Regions from separate parts of the Mus musculus genome. Here region 2 is linked to region 1. A link is a contact called in public HiChIP or PLAC-seq data. All regions are on one chromosome and are shown on one strand. Each heading gives the region's core, a stretch centred on a gene start, on an enhancer-like site or on the middle of the called end of the contact. The rest is flanking DNA. Distances are from core to core; before and after follow the strand shown. Region 1 overlaps Gm20139 (predicted gene, 20139). Region 2 has its middle 47 kb from the start of Gm33104.

What was found. HiChIP or PLAC-seq counts read pairs in DNA pulled down with a chosen protein or histone mark.
Region 2: an HNF4G HiChIP or PLAC-seq map of pancreatic cancer cells shows a contact between it and region 1. The contact joins two enhancer-like sites.

The regions. Positions count from the first base shown.
Region 1 is chr10:19,148,289-19,152,388 of GRCm38.p6, reverse strand. All of the region lies in intron 1 of Gm20139 (predicted gene, 20139), which reads right to left. Among named protein-coding and RNA genes, the nearest start is that of Gm20139, 8.6 kb to the right of the region's middle. Within about 2 kb of position 2,073, at least 25 of the 459 cell types and tissues checked have an H3K27ac peak or open chromatin away from gene starts, as enhancers often do. A contact at or near this core is called in pancreatic cancer cells, where this site is marked.
Region 2 is chr10:19,531,073-19,535,654 of GRCm38.p6, reverse strand. No RefSeq gene overlaps it. Among named protein-coding and RNA genes, the nearest start is that of Gm33104, 47 kb to the right of the region's middle. Within about 2 kb of position 2,759, at least 28 of the 459 cell types and tissues checked have an H3K27ac peak or open chromatin away from gene starts, as enhancers often do. A contact at or near this core is called in pancreatic cancer cells, where this site is marked.

The sequences.
Region 1 (4,100 bases), core at 824-3,323:
GGGGCTGGCTAACAAGTTCAGAGGTTCAGTCCATTATCATTCAAGGTGGGAACATGGCAGCATCCAGGCAGGAATGGTACAAAAGAGCTGAGAGTACTACATCTTCATCTGAAGACTGCTAGCAGAATACTGGCATCTAGGCAGCTAGGATGAGGGTCTTAAAGCCCACAGTGATACACCTACTCCAACAGAACCATATCTTACAATAGTGCCACTCCCTGGGTTGAGCATATACAAACCATCACAAGTCACTTCCACATTACCAAACAAAACAGGAGAGTGGGTTCTGAGACCCCAAGATTAGTTACGACAGAACTTGAGAGAGTGGGCAAGAGTATACCTATTAGAAGGCCTGGCAGGGCATCTGCAAACCTCTAGAGAAAAGATCTTAAGAGACAACTCTAAGCCAGGCAATGGTGGCACTCACTTTAATGCCAGCTCTTGGGAGGCAGAGGCAGGCACATCTCTGAGTTCCAGGCCAGCCTAGTCTACAGAGTGAGTTCCAGGACAGCCAGGGTTACACAGAGAAACCTTAGGTACCTAGGATAAAAGTTTAAGAACCATCAAATCAATGGGCCATTCTCCACCATACCACTTTCAATGAGACTGAGTTCACTCATAGAGCTGCCTGTTTTCCCAGCATTTTAAGAAAACATTTTCTTAAGCTCCAGGGAGGCACCAACAATTCTGTGACAGATTGTACTTGCTAATGTATAGACAAGAAGCATGGGATTGTGAGACATGAACTCAATTTCCAGAGCTCCTGAAATGAAAATCTCTTCTTAGAATTTTACAACAAGAAGATGGTGGCCACAGGATACAAAATTTCAGTGAGATAGAATAAGCTCTCTAGATCTTTCGAATGGCATTATGGCCACAGCTAGTAACATCATTTCATATTCTGGAAAATCACCAATCACAGATTTGTTACTAATATGCACAAAATTAAAAGTGTATGAGGAGAACATATACCAACTGGATTTAAACAATGACACACAATGCTTACACATTTCTAAATATGTTGAACTCAATAGAACTCAATACAGGTATGCAAATTTGATCAATTATAGATAAATTAATAAGTATGGTAGTTGAGTCCCAAAGACAATTGTACTACAAGAACCCCTTCCCAATCTCAACTTATAAACAGGATTTTTCTTTTCCAGCTAATGCTTCTTTTCAAAAGGACCTTCCATACCCCCCTAGTTGAAAATGCAGTTCTTGGCACCTGACTTCTCTGTTCATTGAAAATAGATTAAGAATACAGGCTCATAGGAACAAGTGTCCTATGTGAGTATTTTCTAAAGTCTCCTGTGGCTTAAGGCTTACTTGTAATACTTGAGTCCTGCTAGCCCACATGTCTAACCCCTATTTTAAGATTAGTACATATCCATTACAATCAATGCCCCCTGGCTAGCTCTTCTGGGTGAGACTTTGAATTGGCAGTCATTTGTGTAAACAAAGCAATAACCACAAAATATTCAACAAATTAATCATAGGGTTCAACAACTACATAATCCAGAGAGAATGCAAAGACAATATTTTCATAATACATCTTTCTTCTTTTTGAGTGTCTAGTATGCTACAACACCGTTGGTTTCCTTTCTAAAAACAAGAATCAGAAATTTTGTGCCTGTTTTCCCTCTCATTAAATACTCTCTCCCTTGTCATAATTACTCCCATTTAAAAATGTTTTTGAGAAAGAGGCATAAAATTAGGGGACTCCTCTGGGTTTTAGCTCAGTGGTAGGTGCTTGGCCAGCATGTTTAAGACCCAGGTAGATAGATAGATAGATAGATAGATAGATAGATAGATAGATAGATAGATAGACAGACAGACAGATAGTTTAAAGGCAGGACAGGCATTTCCTTTACATGGTACCATTATTCCAAAAGTATTACAAAGCTACTTCTCAAAGGATAAGAAGAGGATCACACTGGTTCTAATTCTCAAAGCCATAGGCTCCTGAATGCTAGAGGTGGATTGCTTCCCAGGCAAAGCTCTACTAACCCTTGTATTAACACATCGTGAGTCAGGACATCTCAGAGTTTAACACAGCCGAGAACAGCCCTTTGAGAAGTCCCCTTGAGCCAGGCTTCAAAACAGGTCATCTGGCCAGTGAGATTGGATGCAGCTCACTGAATTCAGGAGTTCAATAAAAGCCTCCAAGGATCCAGAAACCTAGGCCTTTCCCCCAGTGATTCATCTCCATCAGCAGTCAGTGTTGTTTAAAGTCTGAGTGTCAATTGCTTCACTGGCAGCAATTTTGATTGAAAACCATTGAAGGGTGAAGCCAGCTGGAGAACACTTTAGACAGTTTGCTACTTGTTCATGTCTCGCTTGAGGATATTTGGTTAATAATGAAAAATTAGACAGATTATAAAATATATAATTTCCAGCTATAAGAAAAGCACTCTCATGTTTAAACAAATTTCTAATGACTAAAGGAATTTTTTAGACTACTGAGGCAGCTATAGACATGTCTCTTTTGTTTATTAATAATAGCTATTAGTATCTATAACTAAGTAAAAATGAGTAACTAACTCAAACAATAGTTGAAAACAGCTAACTTTTATAAATATATCTGGAAACTTGGCAAAATCTTTCTCCTGTAAGGTTGGCATTTTAATTACTTTTAGCAGATGAGAAGCTGGACATGAAGGAGTGAAGGATGGTGGCTCATGGGCATGTCATCTCTGTCCTTCCCACCTGCTCTGTGGCCAGATCTAATTACACCGGGTTAACCTTGCTCTCTGGAGTTTTGGCTGCATATCTCTGCTCCATATGTCTGCTGTCCTGAAGGTTGACAGTGACTTCCTCGGAAGAAGACAATAGCCTTCTCTTCTCTATTCTTTCTCTATACTCACCTATTCCTGTCCACTTCCACCTCTTCCTGTCTCCTCCTACTCCTCTCAGTTACCCACAGCCCTTGCACCAAAAGAAACTTCTGAACACACCAGGCTTATTTCTGAAATTATGTCATAGAACAGGAATGAGAGGCCAGAAGCATGAATGAGGTTTGAAGTGAAACAAGGATGAGTTATTTAGCTGGCCACTGCTTTTGCCAACTGGTACTAACTCCTCAGAATCTTCTGGGGAATCTTATGAAACCCATGGGAGACGAGTCTTTGGGCTGGAAATATGGTGCGTGCATCAACTGGCAACCATTCCTTATTCTTCAGTGGTGGTGTACCCCCTCTAACTCCAGGTTGTACAGACCTGAATGCTAAGCAGCACTGAAAAGGTGGGCAACATCTCGGTAGCAGGGGATGCTGGGCCAGGTCTGGAGAAGCTGCAAGGGGCAGGCCAGTTGTGGAGGCTGATAGGTTTGTTTCAGAGAAAATGGAACAGAGTTTTAAAGATGGGGTCCTTGCATTGTTAGTCTGGGGTGCTTATCCACCCACTTGTTTCTCCCTTTATTCTTATTAAAACAGTTCCCTCTTTAAACTTTCCTCAGTTTCCTCATTGGATTGGATATTTGTTCCCTGTTACAGTTATGTCTCCGTATCCTTTTAGCTGTTCTCTCCAGATGCTGTCTCTCGGCTCTCTAAACAATGACACGCAAAGGATTCATGCTTCTCTCATGTACTGTGTGGATAGTATCTTTCTAAAGATTTATAATTTCTGGAATCTTGAGATTTTACAATATTTCAGGAATAAGTCTATTATAGATACAAGTAGCTAAAATGAAGCCATGTTGGAATACAGTTGGCCTTTAATGGGATAAAACTGGTGTCCTTATAAGGAGAGGGAGAGAGAGAGAGAGAGAGAGAGAGAGAGAGAGAGTAAACCATTCTATAAAGACAGGAGCCAAGAAAAACCAGACATTGGCTGAAGCCATCAAAAGCTAGCAGAAGTATGGAAAGGAGTCTCCCTCTTAAAACTTAGAAACAACTAACCCTGCCAACACCCACATCTCAGACTTTAGTCTCTACAACTCTGAGAGAATAAACTGTAGTTGTTTTAAAGTACCTAGTTAGAGTGCCTTAGCTAAGACAGCACTAGAAAGCTAATAGCCTTCCCATTTGGGCTTTCTTTCAAAGACCCACTAAGGTTTTATGGAGACCTATGTTTTCTCATGTTTCAACCAATTAAAGCAA
Region 2 (4,582 bases), core at 1,510-4,009, 380 kb before region 1:
CTGGGAGTTCAACTCTCACCTGAGTTCCAGTGGTCAGAGCATTCTCTGCAGGCAAGCTCTCCTCTTGCAGGGCAGGTGTTCAGCAGTCTGGAGCTCTGATTCACCTCCTGAGTTCTGGGGTCAGAACCCTCCCTGTAGGCCGACTCTCCTCTGGCAAGGAATGTGCCCAGGGGTCTGGGTCTCAGCTCTGCCTCCCGGCTGAGGATGAAGGCCTGAGGGGACCCTGACCAAGAAGTTTTGTTGCTTCTATCACCCACGTGCTCTCAGATGATCAGGAGGTCCTGGGTGTGCTAGGAGTCCTGTGGCGTGGAGAGTCCTCTGCTGCCCTAGATGACCTCGGCTGGGTTCACACAGAAGATGGCTGGTCTGGCCCCGACCTGAATGGATCCCAGCCTCTGGTCAGGCATGGTTCCTTTGTCCCTGTTCCTGCCAGCACAAGACCCTCCGCAATTCTTTGGAGCTGATGTTGCGTTCCACTCACCCGTGATCCCAAGGTGATCCTAAGGTCCTGTAGTGTGGAGAGCACTCTAGAGCCCTTAGCAGCCTCAGCTGGGCTCAGAAGGAAGATGGTGGGGGTGGCCCCAACCGGAATGGATCCCAACACCTTACTTCTTGAGAAAAGTCCTCTCAAGTTCTCAGGTCAGTTGTTAGTATAACTGCCTGTCTAACTATGTCTGAGTTAGTAACAATAAACAATGATAATACCCCATGCTTGCAAAAGTCATATTGTTATTATCCTTAGAAAGGTTCTGATAAAGTTTAGGTTTTTAAAGCATATGTATATATAATTTCACAATTTTCTTTAAAAAGAAGGTCACAGACCTCCACACGGCAGAACATCTGTGTTCTTCATTGTGAATCAGGTTTAACCCCCAGGGTGGATGTTGTTACTGTGGGCCACGGGGCTAAGTGATTTAGGAAAGGCTAATCTAATAAGTGGACACCACCTGTATCACTAGGTGACACACCTTATAGCACTCAGAGACATCTTTTCAAATCTTCAGCATTGAATGGAACTCCCAAGATGTCCTGTGGATTAACCTTCTAATTTTATGAAGGTAAAAACCAAGATGTAGAGAAGTTAAATGGCTAGTCAAAAGCTACCCAGTCAATAAAGGGTATAGCTCATGCGATCATCCAGCACTGATTGTTTCTTTGTGTAAACCCGTAATTTAAAATGTGTGAACTGTGAGTAGAAACACTTTTATTCCTTTATTTTTCTTGTATTGAATATAGGTTCTTACCTCATGCAATAAATGCCGATGACAATTTCCACTCCTGCTGCTCCCAGTTCCTCCCCACTTCAGCTTCCCTCGGATACACTCCCCATTCTGTCTCTTATTACCTTGTTATCTAAAAGATAACAACCACACTTGACAAAATGAAATATAACAAGGTGAAACAAAAAACTATTATATTGAGGCTGGACAAAGCAGCCAGTACAAAAGGAGGGAAAGATTCCAAGAGCAAACACAAGAATCCGAGACCCATTTGTTCTCACACTCAGAAGTCCCATAAAAACCCTAAGCTAATAGCTGTAATATATCCACAGAGAGCCTGGTGTAGAACTATATAGGCTCTTTGTGTACTGCTTCAGTCTCTATGAGTCATATTACTCTTGCTCAGTTGATCCAGAGGGCCTTGTTCTCCTGGTGTCCTCCATCCCCTCATGCCCAGTCTGGCATGACTGTATAAGGGGAGGTGTGACACAGTTCCTCCACCTGGAGCATTGCCAGGCTGTTGATCCTATGACCCCCACATGTGTACATGGTTGCTGTTGCCCCAAACTTGATCTTCTGTCTTTACTACTCTACTTTCAATCTTTCTTTTTGGGGAGTATACTCCCCCCACCCCCATTACTCAGAGCTAATCATGACATAGTAATCAAAACTGATGTGATTTTCAGGAATGAGGAATGGAGGTGGTCATGATGGATGATGGACAGGCCTTCAGGACCATGGGAAATGATCTAGACAATATAATCACAAGTGTCATAAAAGCCTACATGGTCCTTTTAGGAAATGCTTCATTACCAGACTTGGCCTTGAATGATTTCGGAATCATTGGGAAGTACATGTACCCTCTGGTTCAATGACTGCTGCACTGATCAGCCAGAACGAATTCAGAGATATCGAGGACAGAGAGTTAGAGTGATCTCAGGAAGAAAGGGTATGGATAGAAAAAATAGAAATTTATATATATTTTAGGAATATATAGTATTAGAATGAGAGTACGTGAGGTTATAGCATTGCTGCGATAAGAAAATGAAGATTAGAGACTTAAAAGATGATGTAGACGCATATAAAAAGTTAGTGCTCTGTTATTCTAGCTGATTGATGAATTGAAGATATCAATGCCTGGAAAGGTATTAGAGAGAGCTAACTGTTTTAGTGTATTACTTACATAAATTCAAAACTTGGTAAGGTATCATTTTAACTTTAGTAGTCTGTCATTTTTCTATTCTTACATGGAAGAAGTTACTAAAGGCTGCTGTCTGCTGTACCAGAAAACTGGAAGAGCTGTGCCCAGATGTCCATAAAAACAGGCTGTGGAAGGCTAAATGTGCTTTTGTTTTGTGCTTGGTTCTGCTCTAAGGAAACAGGGGGCTGGGATTATTGATCCGGGACTCATAGAGCTTATGTAAATCTATGAGTTCTCGATAATTATTAACAGTGATCAAAGCCTTGATGATGTAGCTTTAGTAAACACAAGACTGGGTTCAGACTTTCTATGTTTATTTACCCTTAAGCTTAAACTGAAATTAAATAACGAATACTGAGAATCATCAGGGACAGGAGAGGACCTGAACTAGCAGTGTGTGTCTATTACTGACTCTGAGTCATTACTGCATCAGCTCTGTTCCCATTCTTTCCTTCCTCAGGACCCTCACACTCAGGCAGGACCTCGGTACCCTCAGTTTCTTACACTCTCCACCTCCCCTTCTGTGGGGTTCTCTGAGCTGTGAGGGAAGGGATTTGACTAAAACTTCCCATTGAGAGCTGGATGTTCAAGGTCTCTCTCTGCCCAATGTCTGGCTGTGGGTCTCTGCATCTGTTCCTATCTGCCCTCAGAGGAAGCCTCTCTGATGCTGACTGGATAAGACTCTGATTTATGAGTTTAGCACAATATCATAAGGAGTAATTTTAATGATAGTTTTTTCTTCTTTTTTTAAAGACCAGTAGTGTTTGGGTATGGGTTCTGTCTCAGGGATCAAGCCTTAAGTCAATCAGACATTGTTTGGCTACTTCCACACGTTCTATGTCACCATTGTCCCAGAATGTTTTTCAGATAGGATAGACTGGAGATCAAAAGTTTTATGGACAGGTTGGTATTTAAGTTTCTCTTTTGATGACCTGCAGAGTATCTTCCCACACCAAAGATTCTTCTCACCAAAGGGAGTAGATGTGAATCCATGTAGAGCCCAGCTCAACTTCTCCATGTTTAATGAGTTGTATGGGTGTGGTTCTCAGCAATGGGGCCTGGATGTTTGAGGAGAGTTTGTCTTAGCAACAGCCTGGGTTGTTTAGGGATCTCCATGGGACCTCTTGGCCAACAACTCAATTGAAAGCAACCCAGTCCTGGTATTAGAAGCTTCAGTTGGTGACAAGAGATGGCCAGTTTGGACTCTGTCTCTTCCATCACTAAGAGACTTAGTTAGTATTAGCTTCAAGTAGAAATGATTTAATTAAAAAAAAAATCCCACTTTAGACAGTTTTACTGCAGTGGCATGCGCCAACTAATAGTGATAATACTCTCGTAAAAGAGTGGGGAAGTAATGACCTTGGTGTTCTTCCTTGGAGGCCCACCAGCTGTAGGAAAGGAACCAGGCCTTCTCACTCCTGGCCTACCCTAAGAGTACTGCAGGTGTGGGACTGCCTACCAGGAATGAGTCTCTACCCTCCTTACTTATTTAACTGCCATTCTTTCTTCAGATCAAAGTCCAAAACATCACTTCCTCAAGCTTCCTGAGCCTCCAAGGCTGGGCAAATGCCTTATTAGGTAAATAGAACACAGCACCTGACCTTTGAACTGTGAATTGCAAGTACACGAATATTTGCTCTAACTGTGTTCTGATTGCAGCCCTTGCTAATAGCCTGGGAATTCCTTGAGGGTGGGGCTCATGCATATCTGTTCCTGTTGAATTTATCTTAGTGTGTCACATACTCTAGAGGTGTTTCATCATCTATCAGCTATTTATTGAGTGATGAGTTAACAAATTAGGCTGAAAAAAGTTAAGCACCCACTCATGCTTTGTAACAGGTACCATGACAAGCTTTGATAACCTAAGTGTGTGGTGGCGGGGCAATCATGCCTTATGTAGTTTACAACAACAACAACAACAACAACATCAACAACAACAACAACAACTGTAGCACAGAGCCGGGGTTTCCACACACAGAGCTGGGAGTCCTGCCATTCTTCAGAGAGAAGCAGCTTTTAATTGACCATATTACAGAATACTTTTAAGCTGGGTGTTGAAAGAGGTGTTCAAAGCTGCCTTTGCAAACTCTTGCAGATTTGTGAGTGTGCACTTGTAATAGGAAAGAGGTAGGTTTTGCTTTTCTGGGCCACTGTCCTTGGC